Linked DNA regions of Sus scrofa: all the other regions are linked to region 2. The links are chromatin contacts, called in public Hi-C and HiChIP or PLAC-seq maps. All regions are on one chromosome and are shown on one strand. Each heading gives the region's core, a stretch centred on a gene start, on an enhancer-like site or on the middle of the called end of the contact. The rest is flanking DNA. Distances are from core to core; before and after follow the strand shown.

Region 1 (3,199 bases), core at 506-3,005, 140 kb after region 2:
TCATTGTCTCAGTTATTTGGAGAGATATGTTAAAATTTCTAACTATATCAATATCTCTATTTCCTCCCTGTAGGTCTCTCAAATGTGTGTGTGTGGGGGGGGGTAATTTTAAAGGGCTGACAAATTTGGAAATAGTATATTTTCCTGGTGAAATGAATCTTTTTTATTATGAAATATCACTTTCATCTCTAGCAACACTCCTTGCCTGTTAGAGGGTCTACTTTATCTGACATTAATATAGTTATAAGATCTTTTGGTGTTTTCATGGTATATGTTTTTACATCCTCATGTTTGATCCTTTTGTACTTTTAAAATAATGTATGTCTCTTTAAAGCAGTACAGACGTTTTCAAAAAATCCAGGCTAATAATCTTTAGCGTTTAATAAGAATATTTACTCTGTTTATATTTAATATAATTGCTGATATATTTGGGCCTAAACCCACTAGTTTTTATTTGTCTCACCTATTCAAGGGTCTTTTTGCTCATAATAATTTTTTAAAAGATACTTTTAGTATCTTTATTTCTGCATTTATTTATTTATTTTAGTATCTTTATTTCTGATGAACCTATTAGGTAGACATGGAATTCAGAGTCAACAGTTCAGCCACTTGAAATACTATCTATTTGCTTTTTACTTCTATTGTTTCAGTGGAAGGGTCAGTTGTCAATCTTACTGTTGCTCTTTTGAAGACAAGAGTTACCCATCCCTCCAGCCCTGGCTGCTTTTCAGCTTTTCTCCTTTTTATTTTCAGAAATCTTACCCTGTTGTTCCAAGGCGAAGTTTCTTTTCACTCATCCAGCTTAATGTCCTAGGGCTTCTCGATTCTGTGACTTTGTGTCATTTGTTAGTTAGTTTTGGAGAATCCTCAGCCATTTGCTTCTCAATTATTTCTTCTGTTCCCTTTTCTCTCTCCCCACCTACCAAAACTCCTGATACTTGTACATTAGGTCTTTCGTCTATATCCCCTGTACCATTCCATTCAAATTTCTGTGTTTACTGTCTATCATCTTGCCTCTCTGTGCTTCATTTGGGTATTTTCTTCTGCCTTATATTCTAGTTCACTAACTTTCTCTTCAACAATACCTACGCCACTGAATGCATCCATTTTTTGACAGCTTTATTAAAGCACAATTTATATACCATAATATTCACCTACTATAAGTGTATATTCAATGATTTTAGTATCAATTCAGTTATAAAAACCATCACCATCACCAATATCCAATCTTACAGGGATTTTTCACTACCCGCAAAATTTCATCTATTTAGATTTCAGTAACTATGTTTTTCAGTTCTAGGTTCTTATTTGTAATTTTCAGTTCTCTGGAAAATTTTTAAAGCTTCTCTTTTAATTCTTTGACTATATCAGTTACAGTTATTTGAGCGACCATATATAATTAATTCACTATTTGGATCCCTTGTAGGTATCTCTCTCTTATTTGTCAAATTTTTGTCTTGGTTTTTTATTATGTCTTGATTTCTCATATATCTAGTTATTTTTCATTGGGTGGCAGATATAGTCCATGAAAAACTCTAGTGAACATGAGGCTCCAGAAGATGTATCTTCCTCCAGAGAGGATTTTTGCTTTTGCTTCTGGCAGGCATCTAAGTTAGTGACACTAATCTGAAAATATTTTATTTTTGGCTTCAGTCCCTGTGAGAGTTTTTCTATTTCTGGTTCATCTTGACTCAGGGTTCCAAATGAAAGCTGAGGTTGTTTACTAGGGTTTCTGCTCCTTGGCAGGACTTGACTACAATTACCATTCCCCAAACCCCAGGAGTTTGTTGAAAGCTCTGCTAAGTGTCTAGTCTCTTAGCCACTACTTTTGGAATTGATGACTGTCTCAAGAAGAAGATCCAAATGCTGGGCTCACCTCTTAGGTGAGGGGAGTTTCCTCCCCCCAAATCTTATCTCTGCAATTCCTTATTGCCTTGATGGCTCTCCAGTGCTTCCAAACTGAGTTGCTGTTGTTGTAGTTTTTCCTTTTTAATTTTAAGCAGCTTTTCTCAGCAGAAAAGTTGGTCAAAACAAACTTGACCTACTATTGCCAGACATATTGACTACCATTGTTAAGTAAGGTGACCATAATTTATCATACACATCAAGATGCTTTTGAAAATAAAAGGAGGCAGTACTAGTGATTACACTGGGACAGTGCACATAAACCCAAACTACCACAAACAAATCAGGATATGTGGTAACTGCAGTAAAAATGCATGGAGCACTTTGCTTAAAAAATGTAAATTACTTTAATATTCACATTGGTCTTATTACAAATATGGAGATCTTCTCCCTTTTCTTTGTAGTGAGTGAATATTTGGTATTAAGGATACAAATGAACCCTTGCTCAGTGTAGGGAGAGACCACACAGTAGCTCATTATATCAGGAGACAGAGTTAACTATTCCACCCAGCCTGCTAGTTCATGAGCTCTATATCTCATTAATGTCCTTGGCCTAGACTTGGTACCTCCAAAAGTGTAGTTTTGGAAACTTTGCCAAAAAAGTTTTTTTCTATAGAGTTAAGAGAGAAGCCTTAGATTTGAGAAGAAAGTGAACATAATTTCCAAAGATAGTACCCTGCCCCCCCAACGACATCTCTTTTATTAGAAATGCTCTGCTCTCATCTGCCAGAAATTCTATGCCCTGCTCCATGAAGGAAACACATAATAAATGAAGGGTTAGCTCTGTCTTGGCTTTTGGGGGAGCTAGACTATTCACCTGGGTCATCTTCTAAAATGAACTCCTCTGGACTGGAGAGCTATTCTCTGACCAATGCCAGAGCTCAGCCCAAGGAGCTGCGCAATCAAATAAAATGTGGTTGATACCTAATTACAGACTCACCACATCTTGTATTTTGCAGCCTGACCCTTCCTGGAATTTTGATGATGCTATTCAGAATACACTTCCTTTTCTTCATCTGCACAGTTTAGATGGCTTGATTCGAAACAATCTTTTAGTACATAAACAGCCCAACATTTTTCCAAAACACAGGCTTTATCAGCATATAAAGTAATTTGCCACATGCATTGTGTTTGCATCTGAACAGGTGGATAATAGATTAGAGTTACTAAGATGTCAGTGTATTTTCCCATCCACAGTACAGTGCAGTCGAGAGAGAAAACTACTCTTTGAAAACAAAACAAATTATGATTCCAACAATTTAACTCAGGTCCATATGTCATTCTCATTTACTAA
Region 2 (3,538 bases), core at 718-3,217:
TTCCAGTTAGGAACCAAACGAAGCTTCAGCTTAATCCAGAGCATTTGGTTCTGTCTTAAACTCTTAGGGGTCAAGAATGTGAAGGCCAGGACAGTGGGGTTCAAGAGAGGAAAAAATGTGACCAGGAAGTGGAAGGAAAAAGGGACTTTAAAAGGGGAATGAATCACAACATTGTAGATCAACTATGATTCAATAAAACTTTAACAAATGAAAAAAAAAAAAAAAGAAAGCATACCAATAGGAGTTCCTATCATGGCTCAGCGGAAACAAATCTGACTAGGAACCATGAGGATCGCGGGTTGGAGCCCTGGCCTCGCTCAGTGGGTTCAGGATCTGGCGTTGCCATGAACTGTGGTGTAGGTTGCAGATGAGGCTTGGATCTGATGTGGCTGTGGCATAGGCTGGCAGCTGTAGCTCCGGTTAGAACCCCTAGCCTGGGAATCTCTATATGCCGTGGATGCAGCTCTAAAAAGCAAAAAAGAAAAAGAAAGCATACAAATAAAAAGAAAAAACTGAAAAGGGACTACTTGCAAAAAAATAAAGTTCAGCTTCCATGTCATAATCAATATGGTATGATATACCCTTGTAATAAAAAAATAAATCAGCTAGCTACTGAGTGTCAAACAAACTGTAAATGCCTTGAGAGGCAAAGACCCTGTCTTATACTTCTGCTTATAGCATGTGGAATTAGTGGTAACCAAAAACATCAATCACTTTAACAGAAAAAAAAAAAAAATGCTCTTTTTTTATCCTTCTCTCAAACTAGTAACCAGATTTGGGAAAGAAAAGTAGCATCATCAACTTTTTCGTCCTCTGAAGTTTTCAAGCGCATTTACTCTTTTCCTCCCTTCAGCAAGTACACCAAGTCCCACAGTCTCATGGGTTTCAGGGACTATGTCTGCCAGAGTCTTCACGGTGCCAAGAAATAACTTCTCTCTTCTTACTTTCTTCAGAGAGATGTGAAAGAAAACAGTCAATTCTTCTCTTTCAGATGGTCTTTTCAAAACCAAATAAAAGCTCCAACTTTGGTGAACTCTCTGGTAAACATTACATTGAATAAAACTATTACCAACACACTTCCCTGCTGTACAAAATTCAGTTATGAAGATGAGCAACGTAATCCATGTACTATGACAGCCAAACGTGAACTCTCTTTTACTGGGGTAGTGCAGTTCACCAGCACGGTCTGTTTTGAAACCCCTCCTCCTTCCCAAAATAGCATCGCTTGTGCCTTTAACCCTGTGATTCAGAGGCAAGCAAAATGCGCCCATAAACCAGGAGCCATGAGTGCATGTGAGTGGTTCCACCTCTTAAGGGGTGGGGGCTGGGCAGGAAGTGGCCAAATGGATGGCTGTCTTTCTGTGGGTGCCCCTAACGGCACCTCACATCTCTGTACTCAAAGACATGGGACTCTGACTGGCTCCAAAGATTTGGCCCCTAAACAACCAGGCGTCCTTTTTAAGTTGGCATTTCTTCTGGAGAGGAATATCAAGCATCTCTCTTCCACGCCTCACACGGTGCTGGGCCAGCTGTCTAACAATATGGATCCCAGAAGGGGGTGCTGCCCACGTTGGTGACAGCAGCCATGAGTGCCTGTTGCTCATCGCTAATGTCAGAGAGACCTCAGCACGGGGTGGTCCAGGCAGTTGGCTGAGACTCCCCGGGCAAGCGTCCATGCACCGGGAGTGCCAGCAGAGGCTACCCGAGGGCCAAGGTGGACATGCCACAGAGTCCTGACTTCCGGATGGAGACCAGTCCCAGAGAGTGGACGTCAGTGCTCTCGGGAGGCTGCCCGGGCCAGGTTCAAAGGGACGTGACATCCGTTCCAAAGAAATCCCACCTGCTACCGGCATGGCCAGGCTCATCTTCCCCACATACCAGCCTCCCAGGCAAGCCTCCAAGGGCTCGGTGAGGAGGCAGCTGCAACCATTTGCTGTCTCTGAACGATCTGGGCTGGGAAGACGTGGAGATGGGGAAGAAGCAATGGCCCTTCCCAATGACGTGGACCCTCCAGTTGGCTGGGCTCCGGAAACACCATCTTGACCTCTCTGGAGGAAAAACGTGGTTCCCTTTGGCCTCGGGACTCCGGCCAGGCAGATTGGCTGGAATACTTTTCTGCATCCACACACACCCACACCCCATGGGTGTTCGGGACTGTGACAATGAAAACCTACTCCAGCACAGCCTTCTCCTTCCAAACTCCAGTGACATCCCCTTGCCTGAAACGCCCGCCACCATGTGAAAGCCTGGCTGGGCCACTCAACAGGGACTCCTTAGCTTTACCGCTATTGAAGAACTTGAGTATCAAACCAAGCACAAAAGGCCTAATGCACAGCAGCTGCTGGGGGGTGGGGGGAAGCTCACTCCATCCCCTTCCCTCTGTCTGGCAGAAGCAACAGAAGGATTTCTTTCTTTTTTTTTTTTTTTTTAATGCCCCAAAAAACTCATTTAAACTTGGGGTGCAAAAGGCATCTGAAACGTGAGAGTCCCTGGGCTGGCCCAGGGATAGAAGGGGAAGGTTTCAATGAGACCCCGAAGCGACGCAGACCTGAAGGGGGGAAGCAGGCCGCCCCACAACAAGGCAGCCAACTGCCAAACTGTCATTTTGCTCGGCGGCTGAACATAAGGCTCGAGTAATGACAACCACAAAACTCATTTAAAGTCTGAAAAGGTGACTAATGAGCTCATTCATGCTGCCTATAAATTATTCACTACAACACGGATCCCACTCAAGACAAACAGTAAAGTAAACTTTCAACACAGACTCTGCCGGCCTCCAAAGGAGAGGGAGTTATGTCTGTAAAACTTTTCACAATGTGGGATACTGGCCTCTCCCTCCGTCTATTGTCACATTCATTCTTCTGTTTACTTTTTTTTACTGCCTTTAATCAAGTTTAAGCAGACACAGCTGTTACACATTTATTTCTCTGTTGAGTTTTTTCCATTAGTTATTACGAGCAATCATGATGCTCTAAAAATAGCAACAAATTATATTCTCTCAAAATTGAAGGCTGACCTTAAAATGAAGCCCAGGTCTTCGGAAAGAATATTCATATGCACATGTTGGGTGAGTGACAGCCCTGCACAAAGGCGAAACAAAAGTGCATTTTCCACCCTTGGAGAGGTTTGCAATTTGCTTCCAAATTTCCTTAGGTTCTAGTGGAAACGGGTTGCTTGAAAACCTTAGAAGACAGACTCTGCTTCCAATGGCTGTGTTTGGGTTGAGATTTTCATGAACACTCACCATCTTAACAGAATAAAAGGGGAAACGTCTCATTTAGGCTTTTCAGCACAGATAAACCCAGCAGCAGGTTTGCTGGAAACCCACCACATTGCTGCAGACTGCTTTCAGTTTCCTGTTTAATATTAAATAAAGAATTTCAGCTCTTCTGTTTTCACAAACTGTGCTATTTGCAATTACTGTCACCACTAAAAGCAGGATGACTGTGGAGAACTAGTCCTATGTTTTTCGAACCGTTTTTTGTTGTTGTTGTTTTTCATCTTAGTATCTATTTCCAAGATGTTGTAAGAGTTAAAG
Region 3 (3,367 bases), core at 387-2,886, 250 kb after region 2:
ATTTTATTATAAAATACACTGTTATTGTTTCTACTATCTAACACTTTACCAAATTTGAAGCAGATTTAGCAATTTGCCTTATGCACAAAAAAGTACTTAGGTCTGCATAGTGTTATACCTTCTTTTTTCTTCAGTTAGTGCTAAACATAAAACCATTATTTTCAGATCCTTGATCTAGCTTTCAGAATTTATCCTCTACTCTTCACCATGTGAAATAAAAGTTCTGTTTTGACACCAGGGAAAAATACAGAAACACACATATTTACACACAAATATAAATTATATGATCATTTGCCCAACACAATTACATTTCCAAGTGAAAAAGTATGTGAAAGTGGCTTTCTAAGAGATGAAGCATTCCGGCAAAATGCAAAATAAAAAAGTTCCAAGTGAATGATCCTTTAGGGTAGAAAAAGGTTAGCTGTGAATACGCTTGTGAAATATACTGTGGAGGATTCTCATTCTGAGATTATGATCGTTCTTGCCTCCAGGTTCAAGTGTTGCTCAATCAGCAAGGTGCTCAATTCACAGTGATTGCGGCGCATTTCCTCGTTGATCAGGAAAATGCGTAATCTCAGCCTAGACACATTTACCATAAAAATGAATATACGAAATAGGATTTTTGATTTAAATTTTCCAGTTGCAGCATATCGAGAAAAATATATGCAAGAGAAGATTCTGTTTGAAAAGCTCTAATTCAAATAAGTCCAAAAAGAACACATCTCTATGTACCTAACGCTGTCTTGCCATTAGATAGCAAGCTTTTCTCGCTCAGAGCCCTTGTCAATTTGATTAAACTCACAAACACGTGGCTGACTCCGCCCCTTTTAAAAATACTCTCTAGCCGAGCCGGAGGATGACTGAGAAGCATGTGGCTTTGTTTCTGTGAGTGGGTCCTTTAACAGAGCAATCAGAACACACAACACTAGCTAGAGGCGAATACGTTTAAATTTAATACCCCACAACTGAATTGCCCAAACGCAGATCATTGCAGAGAGGAATTCAGAAGAATGCAAATTCAAGTCCAGAATCCAGAATACCCTTCCAGCCATGGGCATTTTCAGTTTAAAAATGGGCCTCATGAAATATGATACTTATTTGTAGTGTCGTTTTAAAAGGCTAATTTTGGAAGCCGCTCTGTTTTCTGCATATTCTCTTTCCAAGATTAAAGATCCTTCAGGTGAAACACTTGATAGAAAAGAACGGGACCCTGGGTGTGTGTGTGTGTGTGTGTGTACACACATGTACGTGTCTCTTGCAACGGTAGAGGAAAAAAGGTCCAATGAAATTCCAAAACAGTTAATTCAGCCTAGACCTGGCCCGGATGACCAACTCTGTCCTCACGAGACAGCCAGGCCGTTAGCTGGCCCAGGCGGCTGGGAAGCGAGTGGGGACCAAGCGGCCTTGCAGCCCGGCGGCCACGCTTACAGATGGCGCAGGTCCCCGCCGGACCGAAGCTGGAGCTGGCGGTGGGGTGGGGGAAGGTCGCCCCGCAGCTCACGCGGGGCCCAGAGCCCTAGCTTCCTGCAGGTTCCGCCGGCGTCCGGCGGGGCGGACGCGCTACCATAGCAACGGCGGCCCGCCCCCCGCTTCCCGGCGCCGCCGCGCCACGCAGGGTGGGATGGGGCGGGGCGGCCGTTGCTAGGAAACCGGCGGCGGCCTTCCGCCTCCGCGGCGCAGTCTCTAGGCTTCCACCCTTCACCTACTTCAGCCCAGCCCGGAGGGAAGTGGGGGAGGGTCGGAGCGGCGGGCGAGGAGCTACATGGTGGCCCAGGGCCCGGGCCGTCCTCCTTTGAGGTCGACCCTTCCGGCCGGGAAGACGTCCTCTCTTCATTTGGCTTGTGTCCTGTGCCCGCAGAGGAGAAATGAACGGAAACACTTCGGCATTGCCTCTCCCGGGACTGGCTGTGTAAGGACAGTGACGTCCCCAAACTCCGCTGAGGACCTTTATCCGCCTTCTGAAAGGAACCCTTTTTTGAGCTTTACTAGGTCGAGGAGCAATGTTAAGCACTTGGCATACATGAACTCATTTTCTGTGCTGTGAAGCAGGAGCTAGTACCTTCATTTGAACATGAATAAAATGTGGCTACGGTCGGAGAACCGGTTGGCGTGGAGCCAGAATTTGATGTCCAGTCTTGCTTAACTTCAAGGTCCCTGCTTTTTTTTTAAATAGTTAAGTGTCCTCCGTCAGCTGCCTCTTGGCTAGCACATCGTCCCGTCCTTTGCCATCCAACCAACACACCAACTGGGACACGCTGTCTGGAAATGGTCTGACAAGGAGATGGAGAAGCTGAAATCGAGGTTGTCCAGAAAACCTGGCACATAGAGTTTACACTGATTTATCATCGATAATTTACAGATGTCCCAGTCTGTAATGTAGCAAGGGAGTTGCAACTTAGGGTTCTCAGATTCTTACTAAAGGAAGAGAATCTAAACCAAAGAATTTGCCAAAATCCAGATCAACTTGTTGTGTGTATCCCATGGTGGGCTACGTATTGTGGGAGATTAAAAGATTTCCCCCCCCCAAACAGGGCCTGTGCACAGAGAGTTTATTTGCTATTAGGAAACTGTCTTGTTTTGTCTTGATTCTTGATTGTGCAAGTAATTTATTAAGGACAAGCTTCCAGAAGACACAAATAAGGGAAGCAGAATAGGGCAGGAGGATAAGGCAAGCAAGGCAGGAATGTAAGGTCAAGTTCCAGCCTCAGCTTGATCCAGAGGCAGCTGTGGGGCACAAATTACACAGAGAGTTGCTCGGCCCTGAAGCAAGGGAGCTGGGTTTTTACACCCCTGCTCTTACCAGCCCCTGGCGATGGGCCTTCCTGAACACCCAACACTTCCAGGGTGAGTCTAGGTGAAGGGACTCTAATAGATTAAGGGTAGTTCTTTGAAGGCTGGAGGTGTGAGCCATTAGGAGAGAAGCACCCGGAAGCTAGAGGATGGGGACGGTGAACAAGTAAAGGGGGTCTGAGAGGGTTTGGGCAAAGTACCAAAAGCATACACTACAGTCCACCCCTTGCAGCATTCAGATTCACATGTTCCCTGGTTAAGTTTCCATCTTGTCCCAGCTTATTCAAGATTCTAACTGGTCACAAATCTAGTGGGACAAACTATAGCTCTTGCCCCTGCAGCTGGTCCCAAGGTTATAACTAAAAATCGTCATCTCTCTTCTTTACCATCTATTCTGTATTCCCCTCATCCTCCACTAGCCCTTTTGCTAGTCTAGGGGGGTTGCCTGGAGGGGCCGCAATTTTCACACTTAGGGGGCTGAGCTCCTTGCTGCCAGGTCTCTTTTAGGAAGTGGTTGCTGTCACTGCCTATTTTGAGTTAAAACTGGGCTTGGAAGTAGCAAGAGACACTCTGGCAG
Region 4 (3,284 bases), core at 13-2,512, 130 kb before region 2:
CAAAACTCCATGGGGAGCTCTGGGGCCTATAGAGCCCATGAAGGCCAAAGAGGGGCATGGATGTGGAGGATCGGATGGGCGGAAGCTCACAGCAACTCTTAGTAGAAGGCATGTCTCGAACCAGAGCAGCGATGCCCTCTGTAGCTGTGGGGTGAACCCTCCAGGGAGCAGACAAAGGGTCAGACCAGGGGTGAGGAGTGTCTTTCCTTAGAAATCACTGACTCATTAAAATAATTCACCCGAAGGTGATGTTTAAATAAAGTAACCCAATTTTAAGTCGGATGGGTGAAAGGAATATGTGGGGGAGGGGGAGGGCCTAGGGGTGAGTTGGGGGCCAGGGAGTTTGGAATAGGGAAAAAATACAACATACTCTTCTAATTAAGAAAATCAGAGATATTATGAAATGAAAACATGTACTGCATACACAGAGTCCTGAACAGAGACACACAGAGACAGGCAGAGGGGACAGTAGGGGACACCTGTCAGCAGGCCACTCCTGAGGGCTCTGAATGAGGCCCACTCACTCATCAGTCTGGCGCCATCCTGAGTCCCCTTTAAACAAAGGATCTGTCCCGTTCAGGCGCTCAGCGAGGCTTCCACCGCACAAGAACTGAAGTGCCCCCTGAAACTGCTAACGTACCCAAACTGTCTCTAGCAGCCTAAATGGCATTTAAAATAAATACTGTGAATGGATGAAATGACCAATTATGTTAAGTACCCAGGCCTGGTGTAATCCAAACCGCATCTTACCCCATTATCCTCAAAACTGCGGGATGATTCAGCAGGTCCTCGCACCAGGGATTCTGCAAGAACCAAAACACAGAGGCTGCCCTCGATAGGACCCCGCGTGCTTCCAGTTAATTCCTGCAATTGGTTTTACGTGGGGGGGAAAAAAATACCTGGACTGCGTTTCTGCTCAACAGCGCATAAACCAAACAACTATTAGAGGATACTCACTGGTTTCCGAATGTAACCATCGGGTCATTTTGTTCCACTGATTTCAGGTTTGAACTCCCATTACTTCCTCTTTAGGAATCACGGTGCTCGGAGCACATGATGTCATTATCCCAAAGTGCCCTCATTTCCCGCACCCACCCACGGAGTCTCCACCACCGCGTCTCTTGACCTGTGGGCCTCTCGTGCCCAATGTACTCTGGCAGTTTCCCCTTCTGGCTTTTTCTCTTTCCACACATCCTACCCTCTATCAGTTTTTCAAGGTCTTGGACAGGTGTCAGTTCTCCCAAGACGTGACAGCCCCACGCTCCCTCCCTCCTGACAAAAACAAAGCTGTCTCTAAGCAACACAGTGCATCAGCTTATTTTGCTGCTTCTGGATTCTTTTAGTCTCAGCCCCTAAGGCGACTCCACAGAGCAGGTGCTCCTTGGCCCCTGTGCAGCCCAGTTTAACCAGTTCTGTTGGTGACTGGGGCCCGCAGCCAGGCTGGGCTTTGCTAGCAAGTGGCTGTGTCTCTGGGTTACCCTGTGTCACCAAGCGTCACCTTTTCAGAACAGCGTTCTTTAGGGAGTCCTGCTGACCTTCAATCCCAATCCCTGGGGCTAGAGGCTATTTTTTTTTTTCTCTGTCTTTTGTCTCTTTAGGCCCGCAACCATGGCATACGGAGGTTCCCAGGCTAGGGGTCTAATCGGAGCTGCAGCTGCCAGTCTACACCACAGCCAGAGTAACACCAGATCTAAGCCATGTCTGTGACCTACACCACAGCTCACAGCAATGCCGGATCCTTAACCCACTGAGTGAGGCCAGGGATGCAACCCACGTCCTCACAGATCCTAGTCCGCTTCGTTCACCACTGGGCCATGACGGGAACTCCTAGAGCCTATTAACAGAGTTCTTTCCTAGTCTGATGATCTAGAAAAACATCCTCCTGCTTGTTAGAGAGATAAAGAAGGAATATGTCCGTATATGGAAAATACAAAGATGAGACAGTGAACATCCATCAAGTTCATTTTCTTCTACTTGATTCTAACCTACATCTTCCACCGGCATGACTGAGCAGCTCCCTTCTTTCTACCCCCAGATCTTCACTGTAAAACTTTTGTTTGTGGGCATCAGCAACTTCTTGATGAGTTAGTACCACCCGATAAAGCAGCATAATAATATTAATTTGGAAGAACATGCACAGAGTTTAAAAAACCTTATCACAAATGTCTCGAGACCTCTCTATACAGATAGAGGAAGGGTAGAAACATCACAGGAAAAAAACCATCAAGAAATCCCCACCCACCTTCCTGAATTTTCCCCAAGATCCTTCTGATTGTCACGTGTACCAAAAAAGGAAACAGGCTGTCAGGAACCGCTGTGGATTCAACAAGTATCAGAAAGCTCTAATAATGTAATTCTCAATGCCTAGAGTAATTAGGAGAATATTTAACCCTATGAAGAAAAGAAAGGAAAAAAAGTCTAGCAGCCATGAAATAGAATCTCACGGTGAAATCACTCAACTTCAGAAAACGAATCCATTTTTCCCTCATGCTTCTGCCCCACAGAAATAACCAAAGGCTAACAAACATGCTTAGAGCACATCTTCCCTGATGTGTAACTTAATGAATAAAAATCCCATGAGAAAATGTTCTAAGTAAATAAAACTTCTTTTGCGAAAATAATCTAACCATGAATGACGTTCATATCATTGCTATAGATCTAGAGGAAAAATAAAGATTCACATAACTTTGAAATCTGCTTGGAAAAAACCCAAAGGCTCATCATAATTGGTTTTTGAAGGTGGAACAGAATAGATTCCCCCCCTCCCCATCTTTTTAGGGCCACACCTGTGGCATATGGAAGTTCCCTGGCTAGGGGTCAAATTGGACCTGTAGCTGCCAGCCTACACCACAGCCACAGCAACACCGGATCAGAGCCGCATCTGCAACCGACACCTCAGCTCATGGCAATACCGGTTCCTTAACCCACTAAGCCAGGCCAGAGATTGAACCCACATCCTCAAGGATATTAGTTGGGTTGGTTACTGCTTAGCCACTACGGGAACTCCAGATTTCTTTTTTATAATGTTATTAATTTTTGAGAGCGGATATAGTTCCTCCTTTTTTTCCTTAAAAATTTAGGGCATCTATGATGGTCATTAAAATCAGGAATAATCAATCAGACCCGCCTGTCTCAATTTCATCCGTAACAAGCAAACTCACAAAGACTTTCTTAAGTTTCCAATCTCACAGGCTTTTTTTTTTTTTTGGTCTTTTTGCCATTTCTTGGGCTGCTCCCGCAGCACATGGAGGTTCCCAGGCTAGGGGTTGAATGGGAGCTGTAGC

The links. A called contact is a pair of places that touch in the nucleus more often than the background predicts. HiChIP or PLAC-seq counts read pairs in DNA pulled down with a chosen protein or histone mark.
Region 1: a Hi-C map of skeletal muscle shows a contact between it and region 2, with 4 times the contacts expected there. The contact joins two enhancer-like sites. A contact is called at or near these places in 10 of 47 Hi-C or Micro-C datasets (brain, embryonic fibroblasts, fetal heart ventricle and 5 more) and 1 of 2 datasets of contacts at active chromatin or transcription factors (skeletal muscle).
Region 3: a contact with region 2 is called in a Hi-C map of embryonic fibroblasts, with 2.2 times the contacts expected there. The contact joins two enhancer-like sites. A contact is called at or near these places in 7 of 47 Hi-C or Micro-C datasets (alveolar macrophages, embryonic fibroblasts, heart right ventricle and 3 more) and 2 of 2 datasets of contacts at active chromatin or transcription factors (alveolar macrophages and skeletal muscle).
Region 4: a contact with region 2 is called in an H3K27ac HiChIP or PLAC-seq map of skeletal muscle, with 2.4 times the contacts expected there. The contact joins two enhancer-like sites. A contact is called at or near these places in 4 of 47 Hi-C or Micro-C datasets (embryonic fibroblasts, fetal heart ventricle, heart right ventricle and 1 more) and 2 of 2 datasets of contacts at active chromatin or transcription factors (alveolar macrophages and skeletal muscle).

Annotation. Positions count from the first base shown.
Region 1 is chr7:111,431,911-111,435,109 of Sscrofa11.1, forward strand. The region is part of intron 1 of LOC106504536; the gene reads right to left. It also overlaps a transcript of FOXN3 not described here. Among named protein-coding and RNA genes, the nearest start is that of FOXN3, 92 kb to the left of the region's middle. Within about 2 kb of position 1,756, at least 8 of the 83 cell types and tissues checked have an H3K27ac peak or open chromatin away from gene starts, as enhancers often do. A contact at or near this core is called in fetal skeletal muscle, skeletal muscle and subcutaneous adipose tissue, where this site is marked.
Region 2 is chr7:111,287,309-111,290,846 of Sscrofa11.1, forward strand. All of the region lies in intron 1 of FOXN3 (forkhead box N3), which reads right to left. Among named protein-coding and RNA genes, the nearest start is that of FOXN3, 52 kb to the right of the region's middle. Within about 2 kb of position 1,968, at least 33 of the 83 cell types and tissues checked have an H3K27ac peak or open chromatin away from gene starts, as enhancers often do. A contact at or near this core is called in fetal skeletal muscle, mesenteric adipose tissue, skeletal muscle and 1 more, where this site is marked.
Region 3 is chr7:111,534,920-111,538,286 of Sscrofa11.1, forward strand. No RefSeq gene overlaps it. Among named protein-coding and RNA genes, the nearest start is that of FOXN3, 200 kb to the left of the region's middle. Within about 2 kb of position 1,637, at least 76 of the 83 cell types and tissues checked have an H3K27ac peak or open chromatin away from gene starts, as enhancers often do. A contact at or near this core is called in mesenteric adipose tissue, skeletal muscle and subcutaneous adipose tissue, where this site is marked.
Region 4 is chr7:111,159,534-111,162,817 of Sscrofa11.1, forward strand. All of the region lies in intron 4 of FOXN3 (forkhead box N3), which reads right to left. Among named protein-coding and RNA genes, the nearest start is that of FOXN3, 180 kb to the right of the region's middle. Within about 2 kb of position 1,263, at least 8 of the 83 cell types and tissues checked have an H3K27ac peak or open chromatin away from gene starts, as enhancers often do. A contact at or near this core is called in skeletal muscle, where this site is marked.